2 separate regions of the Zea mays genome follow, and region 1 is linked to region 2. Evidence: chromatin contacts called from public Hi-C data. All regions are on one chromosome and are shown on one strand. Each heading gives the region's core, a stretch centred on a gene start, on an enhancer-like site or on the middle of the called end of the contact. The rest is flanking DNA. Distances are from core to core; before and after follow the strand shown. Region 1 holds the start of LOC100286028. Region 2 holds the start of LOC103625810 (histone H1-like).

Region 1 (6,079 bases), core at 3,228-5,727, 160 kb after region 2:
GTGCGGGCGTGACAGCGAGTTCGTCCATTCCCGGCGCTAGCTGTGCTGTGCTGTGCTGTGCGGCGGCGCACCTCCAGGCCACCACCCATTATGGCCATGCCCAGATCTATCGCTGTGTGTGGGGTGGCCACGCACAGCGGGGAGGATTTGCATGGATGGCGCCGCAACGACGACGACGGCACGAGGGGAGATGGAGAGGGACAGGGACAGCCGGGACGGATCATGCATGGACGATGCGTGCGCGTACGTGTTTGTTGGTTCCTTGTCAAGAGGGGACAGGCACCAACTGGCCGGCGGGGCAGCAGCGATCGAAAGCATGTCTGGTCCGGAACCCCTTCCGTCCGGTGCAGGCTGGCCGGTGCGCTTGCATGCGTTGGCGCGCGCGCGCGCCGCCGTCGTAGTCGTGGCTGCTGCTCCGGGCTGGGCTTGCTTAATTGGTTTGGTGTCATTGTACCTAGCAGAGAGCCAGTGACAGACACATGCATGCATGTGTGTGTGCGCGCGCGCGCGCGCGTTGCATAGTTTCTCTTTGCGTGCGTGCGGTTGCTTAATTGCTTGGTTAATTTTGGTTGTTGCACTTGCATTGCATTGCATGCTCTCGCCGTTGCCGTGGCGCCGTGCCCGTGCATGCAGAATTCCCAAGCGCATGTAAATGACTCATTGATTAGCCCCACCATCTCATCTTAAAATTACGGCATGTCTTAACTTTGTTTGAGATTATGTTTACTTACTTGTACGTGGGAGTCACAAATTGCACGAATAAATAAAAAATAAGTCATAATAAACCATTTAAATATTATTAATCTGTATCCACGCATACGTTCAAAATTAAATTATTGTATCTACCAGCGCCTGTGCGCCTGGACTGTAGGTGCAGTGACCACTGACCAGACACAACTTAGGTCGATCGGCATCTCGCAAGAGTCGCGTGGCGTGGACGTATAGATGTCCAGAAAGCACGTGGCCCGTTAGCCCGGCACGAAGCACAGTTTATTAGCACGGCACGAGCCCGACACGGCACGGGTTGAAGCGGGCCCGGGCTTAGCCCGGCCCGTACAGCGTGCCGGGCTCGACAGCAACTTGAGCCCGTTGGGCTGGCCCGAGCACGGCCCGTTATAAGCCGGGCCTGTAAACCGGCCCGTTCACACAGCCACCTACCTAATAAAATTCTGGGCTGCCTCTACCTGCCTCCTCCTATTCCTAATGGCCCAGCCCAAATAGGAGCAGACCGCACTGGGCACCGGCACGGGCGCACGGCGGCACCGCATCCGCGCAGCCCTTATTTACCCTGAGCGAAGACGCGGACACCGTCGCTGTGTAACCCTAACCCTAACGCTCTCTCACTCCCGCGTCCTCTCCTCTCCGTGCGGCGGCTCCCAGATCCGGCTCTCGGAGTCTCGGTCTCTGGCGACGACGTTCCTCTCCGTGCTCGGCGGCGGCGTTCCTCTCCCGCTCTCCGTGCTTGGCTGCCTCCGTGGCTCCGTTGCTCCTCCGGTGCTCTTGGTCCCGTGCGCGTCCGGTGCTCTCGGTACGGTGCGCGGGCGCGCGGCTGCCTCGGTCCGGTACTCCCACCTCCCTGCTCCGGTCCTCCATAGCTCTGGTACTCCCACCTCCCTGCTCCGGTCCTCCATAGCTCCGGTACTCCCACCTCCCTGCTCCCTCCCACCGGCGCGACGCATCCAGTGCTCACTCCTCTAGAGCTCCGGTGCGCACCTGCTCCCTCCTCCCTGCTCCCTCCTCCCTGCGGCGTCGTGGCGCGGCTAGTCGGCATCTGGTGCTCCCCCGCCTCCTCCTCCCTGCTCCAGCTGCTCCAAGTTTTGTGGATCCGTGAGGAACCAGTGCGCGTCGGCTCTCCATCGATCTCCACGGCGAGTCGGCGACGGTACCGGTGCTCCGGATCTGCTGCTCACTATCACTGGTGACCGGATCTGATGCTCACTGTCACTCCCTGTCTAGCACAGAGGTAACCTCATCCACTATTGAAATGTTTTGCTCACTGATGAACTGTTTAGTTTACACCGGATCTACTACTCACAACTGAAATGTTGTTTGTTGGGAAATCGCTATCTGGATCTGCTTGCTGTTGCTGGTATCCGGATGTTTTGCTCACTGATGAACTGCTGTCTTGAACTGCCTTGATCTGTCGAGCTGCGTTTGGCACAGAGGTAACCTGATGATTATGTTCATATGTTAATATCAATTGATGAACTGATGAACTGTGTTTGTTTTGCTCACTGATGATTATGTTCATATGTTAATATCAATTGATCTGTCGAGCTGCTTGCTGTTGCTGGTATCTGGATCTGCTTGCTGTCTTGAACCTTATGTTTTGCTCACATGAACTGATCTAGTCTTGAACTGATATAGTCTTAAACTGATGTTCACATGTTATCAGTCTTGAACTGCCTTGATGTTCACATGTTAATATGAACTGATATAGTCTTAATGTTAATATGCACTGATGTTCACATGTTATTATGAATTGATATAGTCTTAAACTGATGTTCACATGTTATCAGTCTTGAACTGATGTTTTCTTGAACTGCCTTGATGTTCACATGTTAATATGAACTGATGACTGATGTAGTCTTGAACTGATCTAAGCTTGAACTGATATAGTCTTGAACTGATGACTGATGTAGTCTTGAACTGATCTAAGCTTGAACTGATCTAGTCTTGAACTGATGCTGTCTTGAACTGCCTTGATGTTCACATGTTAATATGAGCTGATATAGTCTTAATGTTAATATGCACTGATGTTCACATGTTATTATGAATTGATCTAGTCTTAATGTTAATATGCATTGATGTTCATATGTTCCTATGTTAATATCTCCTTGTTTACTCAATATCTGTGGTAGGCCGTGACCCGTGAGGAACCGGTGCGCGCCACCTTGACGGCGACGGAACTGGTGCTCCGGCTCTCTAAATTCTAGTGATCTGGACATCTGGTGATGTAAACTGTACTCTTAGACATGAACTTATTAAATCAGAGCTGGGCTGTACTCTTTTTTCCTTTCTAGGGTTTTCTCACGAGGAGTGAGTTTTTACCTAGAAAGGTTTTTAATGAGGCAGTCATTGCACAAACAGCTCTAATCCTTTATATTACTTATCTTTATATTTCTGTTCTGTGCATATGTGAATATGTATATACTGTGTGTCTGTGATTTATGATTTTGTGTCATTATGTGGATGCAAATGTAAACTGTGAATTTATGTGCTTGTTTAAATGTGAATTTAGAACTGTGTTAGTTTATATTACTTATCTTTATATTTCTGTTCTGTGCATATGTGAATATGTATATACTGTGTGTCTGTGATTTATGATTTTGTGTCATTATGTGGATGCAAATGTAAACTGTGAATTTATGTGCTTGTTTAAATGTGAATTTAGAATTGTGTTAGTTGGCGTGCTCGGGCTGGACCGGGCTCCTTCGTGGGCCGGGCTTTCCGGGCCGGCCCGGCACGGATGGGCCTATATAGTGCCGTGCTCGGACAGAAGAGTAAGCCCGTCGGGCGGCACGGCCCGGCCCGGCTAACAGGTCGGGCTCAAACGGGCCGGGCTCAAACGGGCTCGGGCTAGGCCGGGCCGTGCCGCCCGTTTGGACATCTATACGTGGACGTATCGATCTGTCTACTGCTGCTCGATCAGACCGCGAGATGCCGAGATACGAGGAGCGATTTGCTGCTGCAACACTGCCTGTGTGTTTTGTTTATAATACTAATCGATGGTCTGCTTGGTTCCCGGCCGGGATATACGATACGGTGGTTTTGTTCCTCGCAAACGCAAACAGCTGGCGTACACGCAGACTGTAGTGTGGTCTGACGAACTAGCTAGAGATACTATATGCATGAGATCGATGTTGTATGAGATCATTTGACATGTAGCCATTTATTTTGCCCTAATAACACGTTCTAACCTAAAAGAAAAAACATTGTTGATTACAACGTACGGGTTTCGGTTTTGGACGGACACAATCAGCTACGGTTGCAATGCAGTGAGAGGTTTCAAGTCTCCAGACTGGCTCGGCAACTCCACCAGTCCACCACCTCCACGCGTATGCGCCGGTACCGGAGTACGCGCCGACGTGGCCCATGAGCTGGCTCCTGCATGCGCCCACGGCCACGGCCCCATCCATCCAAGCGAGACCAGACTGGCCGAGCCGCTACACGTGTGAGCCCCGCACGATGGCAGCAGCGCCACGCCTGGCCTGGCCCACTGAAATCCGGGCCCCGCATCCCACAACCACATGCGCCTGCCTGCCGCTCCGAGGCGACGGGCATCGCAAGGAATCTAGCCCCCGACCTGGTCCACCTCCCAGGCCCCACCTGTCGGCTGGGTGCCTGGGTCCGAACCCGCATACCCACCCGGCGTCGCAGTCCCTCTCCCCTCCCCGGAGGAATGGCAGGTGCACGCAACTGCTACTGGCAACAGGCAACCGCCTGTATATAAGCGAGCCTCGTGGGCACGCAACGGAACGACGAGCAGTGCAAGCCAAGCATTCTCACGCTAGCTGTTCTCTTCTTGCCTCATCCATCGTGCATCTATATTCTCGGCGCGAGTTACGTCTTTTTCGTCGTCCGGCCGGCGAGCATTTTGCTTCTGTGATCGATCGGCGCGCGCGACGTACGGCCATGGAGATGATCGACGCAGAGCTGCGTCTGGGTCCGCCCGGCAGCAGCAACAGAGACGTCATCAACGTCGTGCAGCCTTCGTTGGCGGCGGCGAAACGGCCGTCGTCGTCGGTGGTGGAGAGCGAGGCGTCCGGGACGGACGACCATGACCATGACGACGCCGCACCGACCTCCAAGTAAGTCTCGGCAGCCGCGCACATGGATTTTCCCGTTCGTTAGCAGGCAGCTAGCAGCTGAGCTGATGCTGTGTCCGTGAACGCGCCGCGCGCGCGCAGGGTGCAGGTGGTGGGGTGGCCGCCGGTGAGAGTGTACCGGAAGAACGCGTTCCACGCGGCGGCGGAGGCGAGGAGGACCAGGCGGGGCGAGCAGCAGGGAGGAGGAGGCCTGTACGTGAAGGTGAGCATGGACGGGGCGCCATACCTCCGGAAGGTGGACCTGCGGACCTACGGCGGCTACCGTGAGCTGAGGGACGCGCTGGACGCGCTCTTCGGCTGCTTCTCCTCCTCGGCCGACGGCGGATGCCAGTTCGCCGTCGCCTACGAGGACAAGGACGGCGACCTCATGCTCGCCGGCGACGTGCCATGGGAGTAAGTAGTACCGCCGGGCAGCAGCAGCATCTATATCTATCCATGGATAAAGGAGGAACAACAACACCTGACCTCACTTGCGCACTGCTGTGGAATCTGCAGGATGTTCATCTGTTCTTGCAAGAAGCTCAGGATCATGAGGGGGTCCGAAGCAAGATAACCAAGCAACGAGGATGCAAGGACCTGTTGTATGCATATGCATGGAGGCCGGCCGGACTCATGCTGTCATGCATGAGAGTTTGAGAGAGGAGAAGAAGACGACCTACTGGAACTGAAGGCGGTTGGGTATACCTGCATGGGGAGGGAGCCCACGCATGCACGCGCGCGTCGTCGTGTTCTACGGCCAGCTAGCCACCAGACCGGCTGCCGGCCCATATGCACACCACGGAGATGGAGGTGATGGTTCAAGGATCACGGCGGCGTACGCGCGCGTCATCAGTCACGCCGTCCTGTCATCAGATGAGATGGAGGGGTGATGCATGAGGGCAGTGCTAGCTGTGGACGGCTGGCTGGACGTGCAGATCGGAGCGAGATTGTACTGTGCACGCACATAAGCTTTGTACAGTGGCATGTGCTGGTCATCTGTAATTTTGATTTTTTTCCCCCTCCTTTTGTAAGTGAGCAAGTTTGAGGAAAAAATGTATGAATGAAGAAAAGGAGAGGGGGGATTTCAAATTTGAGTTAATTTCCTTTTGGCATCTCTCCTGATAACAAAACGTCACAAAGAAAATACCACTACTAGTATGGCCACTGATGTTTGTGATAAAGCTGCTGCTTTTCTCATTGTCTCTTCGTGTCTCTCCGTTTCTGAGGCATCGTTCTCCAGTGGACGCCGTTGAGGTTTATTCATGAGAAGA
Region 2 (6,019 bases), core at 1,591-4,090:
CATACAGCGATCGTTACCGCCCATGCCCGAATCCACGCTAACCGCCTCCCTAGCTCGCGAGGTCGGCCGAGACGAATCCAAAGACGTCAGCGTCGCCCCGCCTTACTCCTGCGCGAGCCCCCGCCACCATCGCGCGGTGACTCCATCAACGCCGCAATCAACGTCGCGCCTTGCCCCCATCAACGCCGTGCGTCCCATCAACGCCGCAATTGACGGTCACCTCCCATCGACGTGGAGCCGCCCGAGCCCCCACCACACTCCCCACACGCGGCGCAGGCCGAGCCATCACTGCCCTTCCCCAAACCCTAATAAAGCAGGCTGCCTTCAACACTGATGGAGCCATCCTCACCCCAAATCCTCGCCGCAGTCGACGACCACCTCCCATCGACGCAGCGCGTGGGCGACCTCCTGCGCTTCACTTCCCAGCCCTTTGACTCCGACGACTTCGGCGACGCCACAGTCGACGGCGCCATTCCACTGGCTCCACCTCCTCGAGGGGTGACCTGAGAACACCACCACCATGCCCGCCATGTAGCGCCGCCTCCAAACCCTAGCCCCCTTGCTCCACCGTGCATTTCGACGTACTTTCTGCTGACCGCCTCTGATGACGATTAATCTTTTTCGGATTTGGATATGTGCAGGAGACAACAGCTCCTCAGCGAACCAGGTGCCTAGCTCTTTCAAAATTTTGGTGTAATTTAGCGTCTGCTGCTACTGCACTGGTCTCATTTCTCTAGCCTATTATCTGATTCAGATTTTCTTCTTCTCACGCCTGCAGCACCAAATATAAGCGAGTTGCCGTTGGAGAACATGTGTGCCCCTACGCAGTCACCCTATGAAGGTGTTTCCCCATAGATGATTGTCTTTACTTGGTATTTATTTGTATGGATATTCTGTGTGCTTCTAATGTTGTAATGTTTACCATGTGGCATGTGCATTCGATCTGTTGTTAACTTGTTAGTGTGCTTGTATCACAAGGTTATTCTACCATGTACAAGATACATTTGATTCTTATGCGGATGCAATATGTCTCCACCTCCCCAGCCGCCCACAACCACAGCGGCGGCGGACGCGGCCCCCGACCTCAGCCCCTGTTCTGAGGTTCTTGATTGAGCGGGGGAGCAATGCATCTTAAGAATCGAATTGATTTATTATTCTATGATTTTTTTGCAGGTTGTGAGGTTCTTGATTGAGCGGTCACAAGACATGTCACTGCAATGGTCGCCAAGATGTTGCCATGCTCATGGATCTCCATCTTACCCCTGGAATAACCAATACTGCTAATTGGGGCTTATAGAGTGAACTTTGGTCTAACTATTCAGAAGCGAAAGCTGCTAACTGAAGTTGTACAACTGAGAATAATTCCAGGGGTAAGATGGAGGCCGTGCTTTGTTTTTCCTATTCGCGATCCATTATACTGCATGCATAGTCCTATGGCAATCTTTAATTCCATGGGTAAGATGGAGATATGTGTATCCTTGTCATTCATGGAAATTGTATCCTTGTTGTCCCCTTTTTGCTTCCCATGTTTTACTGCATCTTCTGTAGCATGAAAGCTAAAATATTTTCTTTGGCAGAACAACAGTTATTGCTTTGCTACAACCTGCACCTGAGACATATACGGATTAAGGTGAATACATGGGCATCCAAAAGGTCTTGTGTATGTTTCACTGCTGCTGTGGTGATTGGTTAGGTTGGACCGTTTCAACTTATTTCTGATTAGCAAATTTCAGGGCAGATGCTATTCAGAGGAATTATGGTGGATCATGTGTGCACCTGAGACATATATTTCTGTACAGGAGACCTGTGTTTCATGCATTAAAAACTGTTATGTTTTATTTTCGCGGGTTTATGCTAATGGAGATAGCTCAGTGTCGACATATGAAAGGCGGGCAAGCCTTAGGGAATTCTATGGTAGTCTCTAGTCTATATGGGCTTGTTGTAACCCCTGCATCAATCTGCCTTGCGAAATCAGATTCAAACAAAACCATGCATGCTTTGAGCATTTCGAAAAATTGGAATTGGGCCCTCGAGTGGAAGCAGGTGTGTCGTGCAACAACAATGGTTTCTTCCGAAACGGCAGCAGCTACCTCGGATCACTTTCGAGCGATCTGCCACGGATCAGAGCGTGGCAACGCAAATGCAGCTGCGGGAGCAACTTCCCCATAGACAAGCACGAAGAAGGGTGGTGGTGCTCCGGCAAGCCGGCCAGCCACCGCGACGGCGCACGGCACAAAGGCAGGTGCCGGTCACACACCGGCCTGGATGAGTGCATGCCCAAGGGTGTATCAGTTGCGTCACGTTCACTTCTATCCGCCGTAGACCATCGAAACAGCGTCGGCTTCACGAGATCCGGAGCTCCCTGGCTTCCTCTGCTAGCCTGCTACACGGCCGTGCTGAGAGGCGGCATTGTTCGCCGGTGCACCCCGTTTCGCCGGCCGGAAATCCCGTCCAAACTCACACAAAAGCGCCGTCCGGACCACTTCGGACTTCCGAGCCAGTATCTCTCTGTATACTCAACGAAATCCATCGGCTGTACACTCGTTCGAAAGCTATGCACCATCCCTACGTGTCTGCAGAGTTTGCGACGGATCGGTGGATCAGGCGAAGAGATATTCGATCGCAAATCGGTAGGAGAAGCACAATCCCATCCAAGCTCCTCAGCTCCCGCAGCCGGCTGTGCCGGGAAGGAATCCGCGGCACCGCGGCGGGGCGATTCGAAGACCGTTGGATGTGGCTGGATCGAGCGGACCACATTCAATGTGGGGGGCGCTGATGGGGGCAATCCGAGACGAGGCCGTATGGACCAATCAGCGCGAGGCGTTGGGCTCTCCTCGTCTACGTGCCGTCGCCACAATTTAAGCACGGCTTCCTCCGCCACGACCTCCACACATCACCAGCGCACAGCTCTCCTCATCGGCGCACCCGAGCTCGCCCTCTCCTTCCTCATCGAGGCCCGAGTCCTGCTCTGATGGCGACCGACGTGGCTGAGACTCCCGCGCCGTTGGTGGATGCGGCCCCTGAGGCGCCCGCGGACACCCCGGCGGCGCCTGCTGTTGACGCGAAGCCGGCCAAGGCCAAGAAGGCCACAGCGCCGAAGAAGCGCGCCAGCCCGACCCATCCGCCGTACGCCGAGGTAATTGGAGCCTTCCCTTTGACCCTTCTGCCGTGCTGTGCGTGCCTCTCCGCCGCATCTGGATCTGACGGAATTGTGGATGGTCTGTGCGCAGATGGTCTCGGAGGCGATCGCGTCGCTCAAGGAGAGGACGGGGTCCAGCAGCTTTGCTATTGCCAAGTTCTTGGAGGACAAGCACAAGGACAAGCTCCCGCCCAACTTCCGCAAGCTTCTGAACGTTCAGCTCAAGAAGCTCGTCGCCGGCGGCAAGCTGACCAAGGTGAAGAACTCGTACAAGCTGTCGTCCGCCACCAAGCCAAAGGCCGCCCCGAAGAAGACCAAGACCGGCGTGAAGAAGCCCAAGGCCGCTGCCAAACCGAAGGCCAAGTCCCCCGCGAAGCCCAAGCCCGCCACAAAGCCCAAGGCGGCCGCGAAGCCCGCTTCCAAGCCGAAAGCAGCAGCAAAACCCAAGGCACCAGCCAAGCCCAAGGCCAAGCCTGCTGCCAAGGCGAAGCCCAAGGCTGCCGGCGCTAAGCCGAAGCCAGCTGCCAAGAAGGCCGGCCGCCCCGCCAAGGCGGCCAAGACGTCGGCCAAGGCCACGCCAGGAAAGAAGGCGCCGGTGGCCAAGAAGCCCGCGGCCGCCGCGAAGAAGGCGCCGGTAGCCAAGAAGGCCGCTCCGGCGAAGAAGGCGGCTGCCCCTGCCCGAAAAGCGCCGTCTCGGAAGGCGAAGAAGTAGAGGAGGGGTAGGCGTCGGAGAAATGTAGGGTTTGGTTCTCGTATTACGCTAGATGTTTGCTCTCCCTTTAGCCTAGGTGGTGTCTGTGTGTGCAATGTTGTAAATTTGATATCGGATGCTGGGAACACTAAGTCAATCTTTCAGTAGCTGTTGTGAATGGTCGGTGGCGAACGATGACGATGGAGTTTTTGTTATTTTTTCTCGGGAGGGTTCATTTCCGTGGATGATGGTGGATCTGTTCCTGGTTGAGGTAAGGCTTATGTGGTGATAATTTTTTTTTTGTACCGTGATATACCTGCTACAAAGGGCGTCGCTATCTGCTATCTTGAGAATTTGACCGCAGATTTGCCCAGAATTTGGTTAAGACACCAATGTAGCAGCGCGAAGCCTGAAACAGTCGTAAATACAGTATGATCGGATGCCATTTAGGTGCTGTTTGGGAACAAAGTTTTTCTGCAGTTTTGGAAGAATACTGCAGTATTCTCAAATACTGCAGTATTATATACATAATGGTGTTGGGCAAGCTGGGTAAAAACTCTGTTTTCAAAACTGAATACATAATGGTGTTTGGCAAGCTGGGTAAAAACTCTGTTTTCAAAACTGAAGTATTGCAAATACTATAGTTGTTTTAAGGCATTCTAAACTTAGCTCTGGACCTCAGTTTTCAAAACTGCGGTATTATAAACTACGATATTGTCATAACTAAAGTATAATATAGTATTTCAAAAACTGTAGTTTTCAAAAACTTTGTTCCCAAACAGGGCCTTAAAAGCTATATTGTGTTAGACCTTTGTTTGGGACCAAAGTTTATGAAACTACAGTTTTTATAATACTACATTATACTTTAGTTATGATAATACCATAATTTAAAATTATACATTTTTTTTGAAAACTGAGTTCTACACCTAAATTTATAATATCTTAAAACAATTATAATATTTTAGTTTTATAGATAGATAATACTATGCCCCTGTTTGTTTCAGTTTTTTCAGCTTCTAGCCACCAAAAGCTGCTAAGAACTGTCAAACGTGTCAGCTTTTCAGCCAGCTTCTATAAAATTCATTTAGGTAAAAACTATTCAAAATCAACATAAACATATAATCGGTTGAGTTGTTGCAATAGTAGGAATCCGTCACTTTCTAGATTCTGAGCCTTATGAACATTTTTATCTTCCTCCGCACGTAATCCTAATAATACTCAGATTCTCCCCACAACTATATTCTCTTCACAACTAGATTCTCAGAAAAGTTGGTCAGAAAAAAGCTGAACCAAACAGACCCTGTAACTATTGGAGACTGTACTTCATACAGTTCTCCCTAGATCGGTCTTGTGCACCATTAGATCGAGTTAGAGATATGTACTCTAGGATCTTTAACGAGGCCTTCCAAGTCGGGCTAGCACCAGAATGGTTCCATCAACCTCTGGACCATCACATGTCACCCGATCGTTGAACTAGTCGTTACGCGCCATTGGAGTCGAGGTCCGATGTTCCATGGAACCTTCACTATAGATGGTCCGATGATTTTTTATAATTAAAATTCTTGAGACTACTTTATATATAGGTGCACCACCGAACTGGTTTGGTCGCACTAGGCTTCCAAAGCTTGTGCCTAGACTCACTGTGAACCCGACTCGGTGCACCATAAGACGGTCCGGTGAGTACCGGACTGCACGACCAAAGTGCTTTTTGGCCAAGTTTTGCTCCATTTGACATGGCTTTTCTTGGAAGCCTTCCTACGATTTAGACAAACATTGTAAGAGTATAATCAATCGAACTAAGTCAAGGAAACTCACCTTTCTTAACGTTTCTCCAGAATTTCAGTTCTGGCTCAAACTGTCTCAAAACACACTTTTCTTCAGAAACTGAGTTAGAGACCAAAGCAAAGTGTTAGAACACATTGTAATAGACCTATGCAACATATCTAAAGGTTCAAACCTCATAGTTCTAACCTGTTTTACAAAGTTGCACTTTCTGGCCTCTTTTGAGCTCGTTTGGATTTAGAATCTAAAAGTTCAAACCTCATTGAATCCTCCAAATTGCATATGAAAGAACCTATACTCGTATAATTATCAGTCAAGCTAATCCACAATGTTGTGTAGGACATTGAATCATCAAAATAGGTAGAAATGGCTATCTTGTCCATTTCTGTCGGGGACCATAATTAGGG

Evidence for each region. Hi-C and Micro-C count contacts between places; a contact is called where the count stands out from the background.
Region 1: a Hi-C map of leaf shows a contact between it and region 2, with 4 times the contacts expected there. The contact joins the promoter of LOC100286028 here to the promoter of LOC103625810 in region 2. A contact is called at or near these places in 4 of 25 Hi-C or Micro-C datasets (ear, leaf and tassel) and 1 of 3 datasets of contacts at active chromatin or transcription factors (leaf).

Annotation. Positions count from the first base shown.
Region 1 is chr5:4,482,409-4,488,487 of Zm-B73-REFERENCE-NAM-5.0, forward strand. It overlaps LOC100286028, which reads left to right and starts at 4,478. Exons shown (of 3, transcript NM_001158916.2): 1 at 4,478-4,811; 2 at 4,911-5,222; 3 at 5,325-5,970. The coding sequence starts at 4,636. The coding sequence ends at 5,382.
Region 2 is chr5:4,320,735-4,326,753 of Zm-B73-REFERENCE-NAM-5.0, forward strand. LOC103625810 (histone H1-like) reads left to right here and starts at 2,841. Exons shown (of 2, transcript NM_001319703.2): 1 at 2,841-3,136; 2 at 3,231-4,122. The coding sequence starts at 2,972. The coding sequence ends at 3,851.